5 separate regions of the Mus musculus genome follow, and regions 2, 3, 4 and 5 are each linked to region 1. Evidence: chromatin contacts called from public promoter capture Hi-C data. All regions are on one chromosome and are shown on one strand. The core of a region is the stretch at or near the end of the contact, and the rest is flanking DNA. Distances in the headings are between cores, read along the strand shown.

Region 1 (2,575 bases), core at 40-2,539:
TCTCTCTCTCTGAAATTCTTGATGTTTGTGGACTTTTTCACTAGGAAAAATGAACAGATCCATGGAAACCTTGCATGCATTTTAAAGATTTCACAAACCCCCTGTTATTGCTTAAGAACCTATTTCAAGGGCTAAGTCCATAGCTCAGTGGTAGAGCGCTTTGCCTGCATACACAGGGTCTCTCCAGCACATGCGCGACAAGAGAGCGCGCGCGGGCACACACACACACCAAAGCAATTTATTCAGAGTGATGCACATAGCACCAGAGTTTATTCAGAGTCTTCACATAGCAGACTGTCATTAGCTGAATGAATGAATGAATGAATTTCATAAGTGGAGAAGGAAACGGATATTTGTACTATGAACTGGGCACAAATTCACCTCACAACTGCACTAGTAGTTCAGCATATGCTATAAAAACCATTTTACAGTTTGAACAAAAAGCGGGGGGAGGGAGGGAGGGAGCAAACTGCTACAGATCATAGAACCCAGACGCAGGATTTTAACCCACAAGTTCCAGTTTGAGGTGTTCTCTAGGTTAAAGTCAACCCCCTCAACAGTGATCTTAAGTGACTGTCGGTCACAAAGTTCACTGGGATCCAAGAGGCGCCACGAAAGGGCAGCCAGACTTCTCAGGGCAAACTGAAGTCACAGTACTTGCTGGTGCTGGAATCAGACTGTTTTGTGACTTTGGAAAAACCCAAATCCTACAAGGCTGCAACTCTAAACTATAATCATGTTTGCATAGAGTCCGAAAACAAACAACGAATGGAGTGTATTTCGTTTCACAAGAAAGTGAGATGAAAGCACGGCCTATCAAGTGACAAGGTGGATCACTTCCCCTGATTTCTAGCTCTCAGTGCTATGCCAGATCTGATCAGGACGACTTCTCCCTCCCTCCCACCGGCTTGCTCTGGCTTGGCCTATGCCTTGCAGAGGGAGGGCAGGAACAAGTCAGAGAAAGTGGCTGTCTTCTCATTGCAGGCGCCGAAATGGGAAAAATCCCGGCAGCGAAGAGACCCAGGCCCTCGGGCCCAATTCCACTCCCGACCCACTGCCTCGGATTTTCCCCTTTCCGACCCAATTCCTTCCGTTGACCAGAGCAGCTCTTCCCCACCACCACGCCCAAAGAGACCCCGCGCTCCGCAGCTCACCTCGTTCCGGCAATGCTTCCTCTGCCACGCCTGTCAAAGCTCGGCAAACATCCGGCTCCGAGATGGGAATGGGAACCGCCCCCTCGGGGGCCCCCAGCTCCCCAACCACTTCCGCCATTTCTTCTACCTACTTCCGGCTTGCTGCCCGGACCAAACAAGGCTTTCTTGGTGCTCCGCCCACTTCCGGCAATCACCTGACAAAATGTGAGGTTAATTAGCCGAGCTGTCCGACTCGCCGCTACCTAAAGTGAGTGAGTTGGGTTCCGCTTTTCCAGATGCAGGAAACTAGCGGGCCTCTGAAATCCTAGGTTCGTATCGCCCATCGGACAGGGTTTTATCTGTCAAGTACTTCCAAACTCCCAGGTCCATCCTTCAATGATGCCTAACCACCCGGATTCTTCCTTGAGCTTAAATTTGAAAATCAAGGACTGTTTCCGGGAGGAACCGGGACAAAAACGCTCACTTCCGGTAGAGGGGAGTGGCGAGAGAATCTCTGTCCCACGATGAAGGAGGTGGAGGAGGTGATCTTGGGGAAAATAGAGCCGCACCGTGAGTGACCTGCGATGTCTGCGACCCTCAGCCCTGGACTAGATGGCCACAGCGTTTTTCTAGTCAGCGCATTCCCTTACATCCCTTTTTCTCTTGAGCCTGGGATCCTGCTCCGGTGCCCTAAGAGACTAGACTCCCTCCCAACCATTCAAGGGCCCTACTAACTAGAACCTTGCTAATCCCTCGGACTCTTGGGTCATAGCTGACCCTGTACCTCTCTTTCCCCAACCCCACGCCTTCATGGACCACTCCTTTACTGCCTTCCCGTCTCCCTGCAGCCCCAGAGCCACCCCTGGGCCAGGATTCAGGATGGAGCCCTTCCGGAAAAGGCTTTGCTCCGGGCCTCAAAGCCTGCCCGCCGGGTACGAGCCCTGCCATCCTTGTTCTAAGGAGCCTCCCCCAGGGCTTGGCCGTGGGCCCCTCGAGATCCAGGAATCAGCACTTGGGGGTCTGGTGTGTAGGAGCACCCCTGCAGCCCGGCCTGCATTGGGGACCTCTGGAAGATGAGTCCGTCCTGGAGAAGGGCGAGGGAATGAAGACACCGCACGAGGAGGTATTGAGGAGTCGGACATCTGTCTGAAAGTTTGGGGGAGGTTCAGACATTTCCGGACAGCTCTTCCAGTTTGTTAGAAGCAGGATATTTTCAAACTCGAGAAATAATTGTCCCTTCATTGCAGCGCTGTCTTGCTCTACCTAAGCAGCAGTAACTAAAGCAGATGCAAAGAAGTTGTGAGAACCTGAATTCCTACTGTGTTGGCAGAGACAAAGGTCAGAAGCTAAGGTTACCAGGATCAGATTCAAACCTGTTAACTAGTTAGCTAAATTACACACCTAATATTACTCACCTGTAAAAGAAAGTTGTGGCTGTTACC
Region 2 (2,575 bases), core at 41-2,540, 970 kb after region 1:
TTGACCATTTATTGCCTTAATGACTATTTCGTGATTGTCACTGCCCACACCTCTCTTCAGATGCACCAGAAGAGGGCGCTAGATTTCATTACGGATGGTTGTGAGCCACCATGTGGTTGCTGGGATTTGAACTCAGGACCTTGGGAAGAGCAGTCGGTGCTCTTAACCGCTGAGCCATGTCTCCAGCCCTCACCCCCACTCATTCTTAGCTTACTCTGAAGTCGGCCGAGTGGGCATAGTGGCACACTGACAGCAGCTTTTGGAAGCAAGTAGATCAGGAGTTCAAGATTATCCTCCAATTTATGTCAAGATCAAGGCCAGCCTGAGGCTGCCTAAAACCCTGGCTCAAATCAAACAAAAAGCAGCTTTTAATCCCAGCACTCAGGAGGCAGAGGTAGGTGGGTTTCTGTGAGTTAAAGGCCAGCCTGCATTACAGAGTGAGTTCCAGGACAACCAGGGCAACAGAAACTGTCTTGACGTCCCCATTCCTCACAAAAGAAGACAACTTGCCCTGCAACCATATTTTCCTACCAGCAATTATAGCCTTATGCTTCTGTTTCTGTACATTGAACTGTGTCTGAACTTATAGAGAGACACCCTCCCTACCTTGACCTTCGGTCTATTCCTCATTTTAGCATCTTTAATTTTTCCATTTTTACTAAATTACTCCTCTAAATCTCACTAAGATAAAGTCTCCCCTAGAGCCCTGCTAACCCCTGTCCTTCTGTACTTGGCAAAAAGGGAGTTATGTCTGCACTCAGTGGATGCATCTCAGTGGATCAAGATGAAGCCTAAGGTCCTGGTCCCTTGCTTCCATCTAGGTCCATCCTGGTCAATTTCAGTTCAGTTTTCTCTGCCTAATCCTGCTTTCTTCACTCCCCTAGCAATGCTGTTCTGTGAGCACACTGTGTGCTCCTTCCTGTGTGTAAATCTCTGCTTCAGAGACTTTTTTTTTGAGAGGGAAGCTCACACACACACACACACACACACACACACACACACACAATTTAAAAAATATTTTTTTAAAAGATTACCTGTTGTGCGGCTTGGTGGCACACATCTTGAACCCCAGCACACAGGAGGCAAATGCAGGTAGATCTCTGAATTTAAGGCCAGCCTGGTCTAGGTGAATGAGATATGTTTTGGGGAACTTGTTGTTAGTGTCATTTCCCCCACATATTCAAAATCTCTATCAAGGCAGAAAGAATGCAAGATGAACGGGAAGGTGTGCTGTAACGACACTGCCTCCTGGACACAGCATGGTGGCTGCTCTCGTGAGATCATAACTGTGGTTACCTACACAAAAGACAGGGCCTGTCAACATTCCGTGGTGGGGGTTGGACTTTGAGGCCCCATCGCTCCCCGAGGAGCCGTAGGTAAAGTCAGTGGCTGCTGTGAGGGAGGAGTAATTTTCTCCAGTGGTGTATTTGCTGGTTAGTTGCCGGTGCTCCTATAAATAAGACTCCCTCCCATGCTCATTCAAGCAACTCTAATTAAACCCAGTGGGTCACAGATAGAAAAGACATGAAAGTGGAAGAGGAACTAGTTGGGAAGAAGGGCAAAGGAGGGTGATGGGGGGTCCATGATGAAGCTGGGAATAGTGGCCCACACCTGTCATCCTGGGTGCTTGGAGGGTGGAGGCATTCTAGGCTAGTCTCAGCAACATAGTAAGTGTGAGGCCTGCCTAGGTTACATCAAACCCTGTCTCACAGACGTAGGCAGAAGATTTTATTAGAGTGTGTGTTTGCTTTTTTATTAATGTTATTATTCATTTTACAAATGATGGACATCATATGACATTTTCATACATGTACTTTAGCCTACTTTGTTCACATTCACCTGTTAGCAAATCTTGTCCTCCCTTTCCCTCTTACTGTTCCCCTTCCTCTTCCCAAATAATAGTCCTCCCCTCCCCTTTTATGTCATGTATACATATATTTAAATCTAGATTTTGCATTTTTGTGCCTTCCTTTATTAATAATAATGATGATCCCCAACGTAACCATTTTCATTCAAACGATATGATTTTCTTCTTGTTTATGGCTGAATAGAACTTGAGATGTGATGTTTTCCAAGCTTCAAGCTGTCTTTGACCTTTGGTTCATGTTACAGTAAATTCAAGGTGAATTGCAGTAAGTTAACAGTAACACTTTACATTGCCCGAACTTAGTGACTTTTTTTGGGTGGTAATTCGATGGAAATTATTGAATTATTCAGTGGAATAATTTCTTTCAGTGGAAATTAGTGTTATTTTTCAGTGAGCACTTTCAATGTAATTACTTTATTTCGGGGGTTCCAGGAATGTGGTTTCCTGTCATTTGGCCAGTGACTTTCAAAAGTGATAATAGCAATGACTTGAGATCTAGCCACAGTGCAAAGGGCTTATTATTTTTTTCTATTTCTCTAGATTTTTAAATATTGGTTTTTATCTTCATGCTGTTCTATTAATCATAGTAAGTAGCTTTCCAGTTCCTGGAAGCATATTGGTTTGTCCCACACTTATTTTTTCAGTCTTGATTGCATGTTGGGCACTGGGTTATAATGATCCCCCAAAATAGGCTAAGCAGCCAGATAC
Region 3 (2,575 bases), core at 56-2,555, 730 kb before region 1:
ACAGCTACCCACAGACTGTGTGGAAACCAACAAGCCTCTCCGCCCACTACCTCAGAGCCCCATTCTCTCCATGATGACATCTGAGCCAGTAAGAAATGAGCTGATTGGAGTGACAAGCCAGCCCTTGCTCTGCTGGACAGCACTGGTTACTGAGCTGCTCAAAACTGCCTGTCATGTTCCAAACAGCCAAATGTGTGGTCCCACCAACTCATCTTTGCTCTCTTCAGATGGTCCCCCCTGAAGGACTACATCACACCTACCTTTCAAAATCCCCCTCATCCTTTCATGATCTTCACTACCCCCACTAAGCAAACAGAGCCCTTACAGCAGGGAGGTGGGGGCACTTGAACACTGGTCCTGACATCAAGGACTTTTCTGAACTTGTATTCCTTCAGCTAGACAGAACAACAGTGCCCTTCTCATACTCATAGGTCTGATGAACTAGCAAGGTCAGGAAAGTTGCTTAATCCTAAGCAAAACCAGGAGTGAGAAGCCAGTCAGAGCCCTCACAGGTCGCCCAACTCTGGGGACACCAACTGTCTTGGGCGATGGACAGCTGATCTAGAGGGAAGCTCAGGACCTTCAATCAAGGTTCCGCTGGAAGCCTTCTCCCTCCCCAGCCCAGAGTCCAACTTACCCAGTTCAGACAGCTCGTGTGAATCGGAGAAGCGACCTAGGGAAGAAGGTATAGAAGGCGTTGGTGAGCGTCTGTTTTACCCTGCGGCTTTGGGTTCTCTAGTTTCCTCTACGCCACAGGAACCCAGACAGAACTGAAGCACCGCGACCACTACCCTGGGTCAGCAGGCAAAGAGCCATAGGGTTCCTGGGTCAGAGTCCCCAAGAAATGGGTCAAAGGTCAGTGTGGCACCTGCCAGCAGGTAACTGAGGCCCCGCACAGCCGTCTCCAACTGGGCCGTGGCGGCTGGATGACGAGTCACATACTCCTGGTAGCGGAGGCTCAGGAGCCGTAGCTTCTCCATCCTGCTCTGGCCACTGACAGTCCCACCGGCCGACAGCAAGGCTGGCAGCGGCGCCCTGCGTCCTGAGCCCTCCTTCCTGCTTCCGGCCCTAAGCCCGCCTCCCGGTTGCTCAACTTCCGCAGCCCAGGAGGACTTAGACCCGCGGAGCCCCTGAACGCCCCTTCACCCCATCTCTAGCGCCTCCTCCCCGAGACCGGGAGCTCCCACCCTCCCTCCTTCCAGCCATTGGCTCCTTCTCTCTCCGCCCTGAAGCTCTCTAGAGCTTCTGGCACCCGATCTGCAGCCTCCTTGGTTGGCTGTCTTGGCGCCTGCGTAGTTACAACTTGCGGGCAGGCTGAACAGTTCATACTAGAGAAGGTACTAAGGAGCCTCAGACTTTCTCAGAAGATCGCCGAGAGCTCGAACGGGAGGGTCGGGAAGCAAAGAGTTTGGGATTTAAGGCACAGGGAACCTTGAAATTGTCGTAAATAGGTCTCAGCAGCCGCCAGTCTCGAGTTTTTCACAAAAGCCAGTGCCGGGTTTTTGCTGGGGCAAGCCTAACCAGCAGATTTAGAACAGTGGCTTCGGCTCCAGTTTCTTCAGAACACATGGACCCCCAAAACCCGTACCCGATGACTCCCTCCTTGGAGAATACCCTGGCCTATCCCTCTGCTCTCCGTTTAGGGACGACCCTGCGCATTAGCTTCCCCGATCTGCACCTCGGGTTTCCTCATCTACAAAATTATTTGGGCCCGACTTGGACCTTGAACTCGGAATGAATCCCAGCGTTTTCCGGCCCTTGGATGCACTTCCAGGTTCTAAGCTGGCCTCCAAGAGTTGGTGGAAACTCCTATGGCTCCATTCATGAACTGAGCTGCAATGCTGTCAAGGTGCTGCAGAAGTGGAGGGAGGGAACCGTTCCTGGGAGGCAGTTGATTGGCTGTGGGAAGAGGGGGCTTGGCAAATCTGCGCCATTGCGGACTCCGCCCGCGAATTTATGGTATATAAAGAATTGTAATACATTTAATACCCTACCAGATATTATCTTTAGACAAGGACAGAATATGCCGTTACGCCCATCCACTATATTACGTGCATGTACGAAAATGTCATAATGAAGCTCATTATTTTAGTTTGCATGTTTTGAGACAGGATCTCACTGTGAACCCCTGGCTGGCCTCAAATGCATAGAGATCTGCCTACGTCTGCCTCCCAAGTGCCGGGATTAAAGGCATGTGCCAGCACAAGAGACAAAGCACATTGTTTTGTACAATTAATAAAACACTAATAAAAATTCTCATTAGAGAGCTGGAAAGATGGATTCAGGAGTTAAGAAATGCTCGTTTAACCGGGCAGTGGTGGCACACACCTTAATCCCAGCACTTCGGAGGCGGAGGCGGAAGCAGAGGCAGGCAGATTTCTGAGTTCGAGGCCAGCCTGGTCTACAAAGTGAGTTCCAGGACAACCAGAGGTACACAGAGAAACCCTGTCTCGAAAAACCAATAGCCTGAGCCAGAACCAGGCGGTTTAAGCAGCACACTCACCAGGAATTTAAGGCACAGGGAATGAAGTGTCCCAACATGCCACCACTTCCTTCCCTTTCTTTGATCCATGTG
Region 4 (2,575 bases), core at 32-2,531, 710 kb after region 1:
TCATTCTAAGGATCTAAAAAGAAACAAACTGGAAAAAGTGAAAAAGTGCAATTCAAACCTCTTCAACTCAGAGACTAGAAGACAGAGAAGAGATCTTTTAAAGGTTAAGTTCCTTTTAAGTGTGTGCAAAGGGTGTTTGTAACCTCCTAACAATGCAGACATTATCAACAGAGTCTATGCTCTTTAAAACTGTTCAACAGCTTTTATATACAGCATTAACTCTGAGCACCAGAAAGAGATTCTGTTGTGCTAAACCAAGCTCTGACCAAAATCTCACACTTTCTCCCCGGAATCAGTCTCTAAACCAATGAGAAGCTCCTTAAAAAGCATATGCAATGGTCGGAGAAAATTAAAACAACATCCTGTCAGAACCACCACAACCGAGACACCACTACCGACTTTAAATCCAAAGCCTGGGACCTAGCGAAGAAGGCACCCTCCAGAGCCGTCCCCGCTCCTGGGTGCGAGATTCGAGCCCTGCTACTAGGCCTTGACTGGGCGAGCGAGCACCTGATGTGGGGGGTAGGGCGAGCCAAAGCGGCCCCAGGGCGAGAACTGCAAGAGCTCCGGAGGATCGAGAGGAGCGCTGCCTTCTAGGGGCGGGAATCTAGGACACCCCCGGGGGTGGGCACGAAGAACACGTGGGGCGACAGGGTCAGGGAAGCGGCGTCTCGGGTAGACAGCCGCGATCTCGCCCAGCGGACCCGGAGAGGAGGACTCGGGTGCGGTGCAGGAAGCAAGCCCTCGGGGCCGGGAGAGTGGAGGCAAAGGGCAAGGGAGCCGGGGCCAGGCCACGAGGAGGGCGGGTCTCCCTGGGAGCAGGGGCACGCGCCGGGCGGACGCGAATGGGCCCCCGAGTCCCGAGCAGTCCGCGGCCTGGTCCCCGGGGTGCGGGGAAGCGGGAGCGACCGCACCCGGAGGGCCCTGTGACCCGTAGCCGCCCGAACCTGACCCGCCCCGCGGCGCCTCCCTCCAGCCTCCCTCTCTTTCCCTCCCTTCATCCCGCGGCCCGTTATCCTGCGGCCGCCGCACTCACCAGCGGCTGCACCTGAGCCCGCCGCTGCCTCAGCTGCTGCCTTGCTCCTCCGCAGCCGCCGCTGCCTCGCTGCTGAGGCCGAATCCCGGGGGAGCCTCCGCGTCCCGCCGCCGCCGCCGCCTCTGCCGCTGCCGCTGCCGCCAGAGCAGAACACCCCAAAATGGCGGCACTTCCGGCACCTACCACCGGCGGGGAGGGCCGCCGCGGAGGGGGCGGGCGGCGAAGGGGAACGTACCACCGCGGCGCCGCCCGCCAGCGCCGAGCCGAGCCGAGCGCCGCGCAGGGGCGGGCGGAGGGCCGGCGCTGCAGCGCCCCCTCCGGCCGGGGAGTGAAGGAGCAGTCGCTCTGAAACCCTGGGGGCCGCGGGCGGAGCCCTCAGCCCTGGGAGCTGTAGGGGTGCATCTCTTTGTCTCAGAGCTGCACTGGAGGGAAGACCCCGGCCTGGGAATCTGAAGTTCTTGCCTCTGCGCACCGCACTAGCTGCACCTCTGGCGGGCAAGCAACGCAGCTTGGCAATGAAAAATACACATAATAAATATCGAATGAATGAATGAATGAATGAATGAATGAATGAATGAATGAATGAATGATGGGTGCTTGGCTAACACTGGACGCAGGGCACACCCTTTCTTTTTGCACATCAGCATACAGACAACTGTATCCAGGCCTTCCTTCTGATGGAATGTGTGTTGCAAGCTTTCAGAGTTAGGGAAGTGCCTGTACAGAGATGTTCAACTGCATGCATGCGCAATCTGGCAAAAATCCCTGCGGCACCAGAAAGCTCTTAAGTATTCTATTAAGAGACTACCCAGTCCAAACCTACTCTTCTTGGGAAAAAAAATAACAATTAAAACACTTTTTACGAATCCAGCACCCCCTTTTAGGATTCGGTATTCCTAACCTGCATCTAGCTGGATTCACGCATTAAGTGTGTTGTTTATTACACAAAGTCAGTGAAATGTGAGACAATGAAATGCAGATTGAGAAAACTTAGTTCTGGGAGGTCAGGGCTCCATCAATTTACAAATTACTCATGAGTTGGCAATTATTTCTCTTTATCACTTAGCTTCCTAAAGCAAAATATATATCCACAAATGCCGGTTATACCCTACCCTACCCTACCACACTCACTAAGGCAGCCCCCACCCCTGCCCCAAGCAGCAGCCAAGAGTTTTCCCCTGTGCTAGAGGCACAAACAATCATGTAGATCAAAACAATTAGCCCCTAGGTTGTTCATTATCAAATTACCTAAATTGTACTGTAAAGCTTTGGTTGTTTTTTGTTTTTTTTTTTTTTTGTTTGTTTTGTTTTTTTGAGAGTTTCTCTGTGTAGCTCTGGCTGTCTTAGAACTCCCTCTTGTTACTGAGACTGACCTCAAACTCACTTGGTGATCCGCCTGCCTCTGCCTCCCCTAAATGCTGGGATTAAAGGCGTGTATCGCCACACCCGGCCTGTTCGTTCCAATTTTCAAATTGGTTTTCTACCTTCTTGTTGTTGATTGATGGGAATGGAGTTAGAGATGTAACTTGAATTAGTTGC
Region 5 (2,575 bases), core at 34-2,533, 620 kb after region 1:
ATTTAATGTATGAGTGCTCTGCTGCAGCAGGCTAGAAGAGGGCATCAAATCTCCTTATAGATAGATGGTTGTGAGCCACCATGTGGTTGCTGGGAATTGAACTCAGCACCCCTGAAAGAACAGCTAGTGCTCTTAACCACTAAGGCATCTCACCCGCTCCTAATGTTAACTCTTATGAAAGCAGTTTGATGAAACAGCAAACTGAGCAAGAAAAATACAATGTCTAGTTCAAGGATTAAAGGGGCACTGGAAGTGGAATGGAGCTAAACCTTGAGTTCAAGGAGATGATCAGAGTAAAGGTATTCAATGAAATTAAGGGAGTGGTGACCTCGGAGCAAGACCCCAGCTAGTAAGCTTTCATAATGTGAAAAGGAATTAAAGCAAAGTTTAGGTCCAGGCAAGGTGTTGCACGCTTTTAATCCCAGCACTTGAGAGGAAGAGGCAGGCAGAACCTCTAAGATCAAGACTATGCTTGTCTACAGAGCAAGTTTCAGGACAGCCAAGCAAAGGCAGGAAGAAAAAAAAAAATCAAAAACAGAAAGCTGGTGATGTCACAGAACAAGGGGGCCATGTTCCAGCCCCAACAAGCAGAACTTGGCAGCTTTGGCCACAAGGTTCTGGCTTTAGAATCAAGGATAGAATGTTTCAGGGATGTCTCTAAATTGAGGAGCAGAGAGGTCATTGTGTGAAAGGGGTTATAAAACCTCCCTCTGCAACAAACAAAAGCTATTGAAGTCAGGCATATGACAGGGGTACATGGAGGAACAGAAAAGTCATTGTGTGAAGCTGTGAAAGTGAAGCTTGGTTTTGTTGGAGTTTGTCAAAAGACCCTCACTCACAAAGACCATGGAGACCGCCATGGCTGCAAACTGCATCATTATTTTTATTGATCCAACATGTTGGGGACTCCCCTCCCAGCTCGCAGGTCAGAGGCGAGACCAAGAACAAAGAAAGAGCACACTTTTTATACTTTTGTAAGGGGCAGATATGAGCAACAGGGTAGCTGTCTTATTCTAATTGGTGTAGCAAGAATTGGTGTAGCAAGTAACCTTTTCAGGCATTGGTTGGTTCGCACAGTAACTACCTCTGGTCTAGTGACTCACTTTGCTTGTCCCCAAGGTGGGTTATTATGATTTGGTCAACAAAGCAATAGTACATTTTGAACTTACGGGTCAGCTATTAATGTGCCAGAAAACTTTGTCAGCAAGGTTAAGGCAGTATGTGGTTTATCTCGGAATTCAAACTGAGGCAGGCTTTCCAAGAACTGTTATCTGTGTTATAGTTAATTTTTGAGAACAGCTAATCTTGCTCCGGCAGCTATGGTCACCATGACTTCTTAGTCCTCTCAGATGGGGAAGGGGCCGGGTGGTATTGAACTATTGAACTTGCTTACATTGGCAGGGAAAGGGAAAATTCTTCAAGCAGCAGGGGGTAGGGAAAAGCTTCTGCAGACAGCTTTGGTGCACATTAGCCAAGCTAAAAACTGTATTTCTTCAGTTTGCCTTGGAGATCCCAAGAGGTTAGAGATGCCATGGGACACCTGCCAAAGGAAAGTTGGTAACAGAAAGTGAAACCAGCTTAAAACAAGTGTGCTGTAGTCAGCAAAGCTGAAGGGAGCTGGAGATCTGAAGAACATTTTGCCATCAGACATGGAAATGCGGAGTTTGGGATTTGCCGAGCTGAGTTTTGGTCTTGCTTTGGTCCTCACTGCATTTCTGTTCTTCCAATTTGGATCGGTAATGTATAGTTTGTGTATATGTTGGCAGTATGTGATCTGCTTTATTTTATAGGGGATTAATTTCAGAAGACATGTTGAACCTTTAAACATTGACACTGTGATAGACTATGGGGACTTTTGAAGTTGGTCTAAATGTATTCTGCATTATAGTATGGCTACATGCCTATGCAGACAGGGAATGGAATGTGATGGTTTGAATGTGATGGCTTATTCGGTGTGTCAACTTGACACAAGCTGGAGTTATTATAGAGAAAGGAGCCTCCCTTTAGGAAATACCTCCTTGAGCTGTAAGGCATTTTCTCAATTAGTGATGAAGACGGGGGAGGGCCCAGCCCTTTGTGAATAGTGCCATCCCTGGGCTGTGGTCCTGGGTTCTATAAGAAAGCAAGCTGAGCAAGCCAGGAGAAGCAATCCAGTAAGCAACCATCCCTCCATGGCCTCTGCATCAGCTCCTGCCTCCAAGTTCTTGCCCTAACTTCCTTTGGCGAGGAACAGCAATGTGGAAGTGGAAACTGAATAAACCCTTTCCTCCCCAACCTGCTTCTTGGTCATATTTTGTGCAGGAATAAGACAGCTCCCATAGAATTATATGTTTGAATGCTTGGCTTAGAGAAAATAGCATTGTTAGGTGTAGCTTTGTTGGAGGAAGAGTGCCATTGAGGAGGTGAGCTTTGAAGTTTCAATGCTCCTGTCTGGCCAGTGAGAGATAAGTCTCCTCCCTGCTACCTTTAGATCAAGATGCAGAACTCCTGGCTCCTCTAGCACCATGTCTGCCTGCCTGCTGTCATGCTTCTTTCCATGACGATTATGAACTAAACCTCTATAAGCCAGTCCCAA

The links. Promoter capture Hi-C pulls out the DNA fragments that hold promoters and counts their contacts. Capture Hi-C pulls out chosen DNA fragments and counts their contacts.
Region 2: a contact with region 1 is called in a promoter capture Hi-C map of erythroid cells, with 18 times the contacts expected there. The contact joins the promoter of Nup160 here to the promoter of Arhgap1 in region 1. A contact is called at or near these places in 2 of 39 promoter capture datasets (erythroid cells and pre-B cells).
Region 3: a contact with region 1 is called in a promoter capture Hi-C map of liver, with 2.9 times the contacts expected there. The contact joins the promoter of Pex16 here to the promoter of Arhgap1 in region 1. A contact is called at or near these places in 6 of 39 promoter capture datasets (the 3T3-L1 cell line, the HPC-7 cell line, embryonic stem cells and 2 more), 2 of 484 Hi-C or Micro-C datasets (CD4 T cells and embryonic stem cells), 5 of 115 datasets of contacts at active chromatin or transcription factors (embryonic stem cells, extraembryonic endoderm stem cells, memory CD8 T cells and 2 more) and 2 of 9 other capture datasets (adipose tissue and liver).
Region 4: a contact with region 1 is called in a promoter capture Hi-C map of liver, with 4 times the contacts expected there. The contact joins the promoter of Celf1 here to the promoter of Arhgap1 in region 1. A contact is called at or near these places in 4 of 39 promoter capture datasets (the C10 cell line, liver, neutrophils and 1 more), 1 of 484 Hi-C or Micro-C datasets (embryonic stem cells), 2 of 115 datasets of contacts at active chromatin or transcription factors (astrocytes and embryonic stem cells) and 2 of 9 other capture datasets (adipose tissue and liver).
Region 5: a contact with region 1 is called in a promoter capture Hi-C map of liver, with 5 times the contacts expected there. The contact joins the enhancer-like site here to the promoter of Arhgap1 in region 1. A contact is called at or near these places in 2 of 39 promoter capture datasets (both in liver) and 1 of 115 datasets of contacts at active chromatin or transcription factors (large pre-B cells).

What each region holds. Positions count from the first base shown.
Region 1 is chr2:91,648,832-91,651,406 of GRCm38.p6, reverse strand. Arhgap1 (Rho GTPase activating protein 1) reads right to left here and starts at 1,289. Exons shown (of 14, transcript NM_001359970.1): 1 at 1,155-1,289. It overlaps Zfp408 (zinc finger protein 408), which reads left to right and starts at 1,616. Exons shown (of 5, transcript NM_001347175.2): 1 at 1,616-1,703; 2 at 1,982-2,256. The coding sequence starts at 1,658.
Region 2 is chr2:90,675,930-90,678,504 of GRCm38.p6, reverse strand. Nup160 (nucleoporin 160) reads right to left here and starts at 1,290. Exons shown (of 37, transcript NM_021512.2): 1 at 1,035-1,290.
Region 3 is chr2:92,373,969-92,376,543 of GRCm38.p6, reverse strand. Pex16 (peroxisomal biogenesis factor 16) reads right to left here and starts at 1,305. Exons shown (of 11, transcript NM_145122.2): 1 at 869-1,305; 2 at 638-673. The coding sequence starts at 980.
Region 4 is chr2:90,939,103-90,941,677 of GRCm38.p6, reverse strand. It overlaps Celf1 (CUGBP, Elav-like family member 1), which reads right to left and starts at 1,281. Exons shown (of 14, transcript NM_198683.2): 1 at 1,037-1,281.
Region 5 is chr2:91,026,564-91,029,138 of GRCm38.p6, reverse strand. No RefSeq gene overlaps it. Among named protein-coding and RNA genes, the nearest start is that of Gm13777, 3.4 kb to the left of the region's middle. Within about 2 kb of position 1,283, at least 20 of the 459 cell types and tissues checked have an H3K27ac peak or open chromatin away from gene starts, as enhancers often do. A contact at or near this core is called in liver, where this site is marked.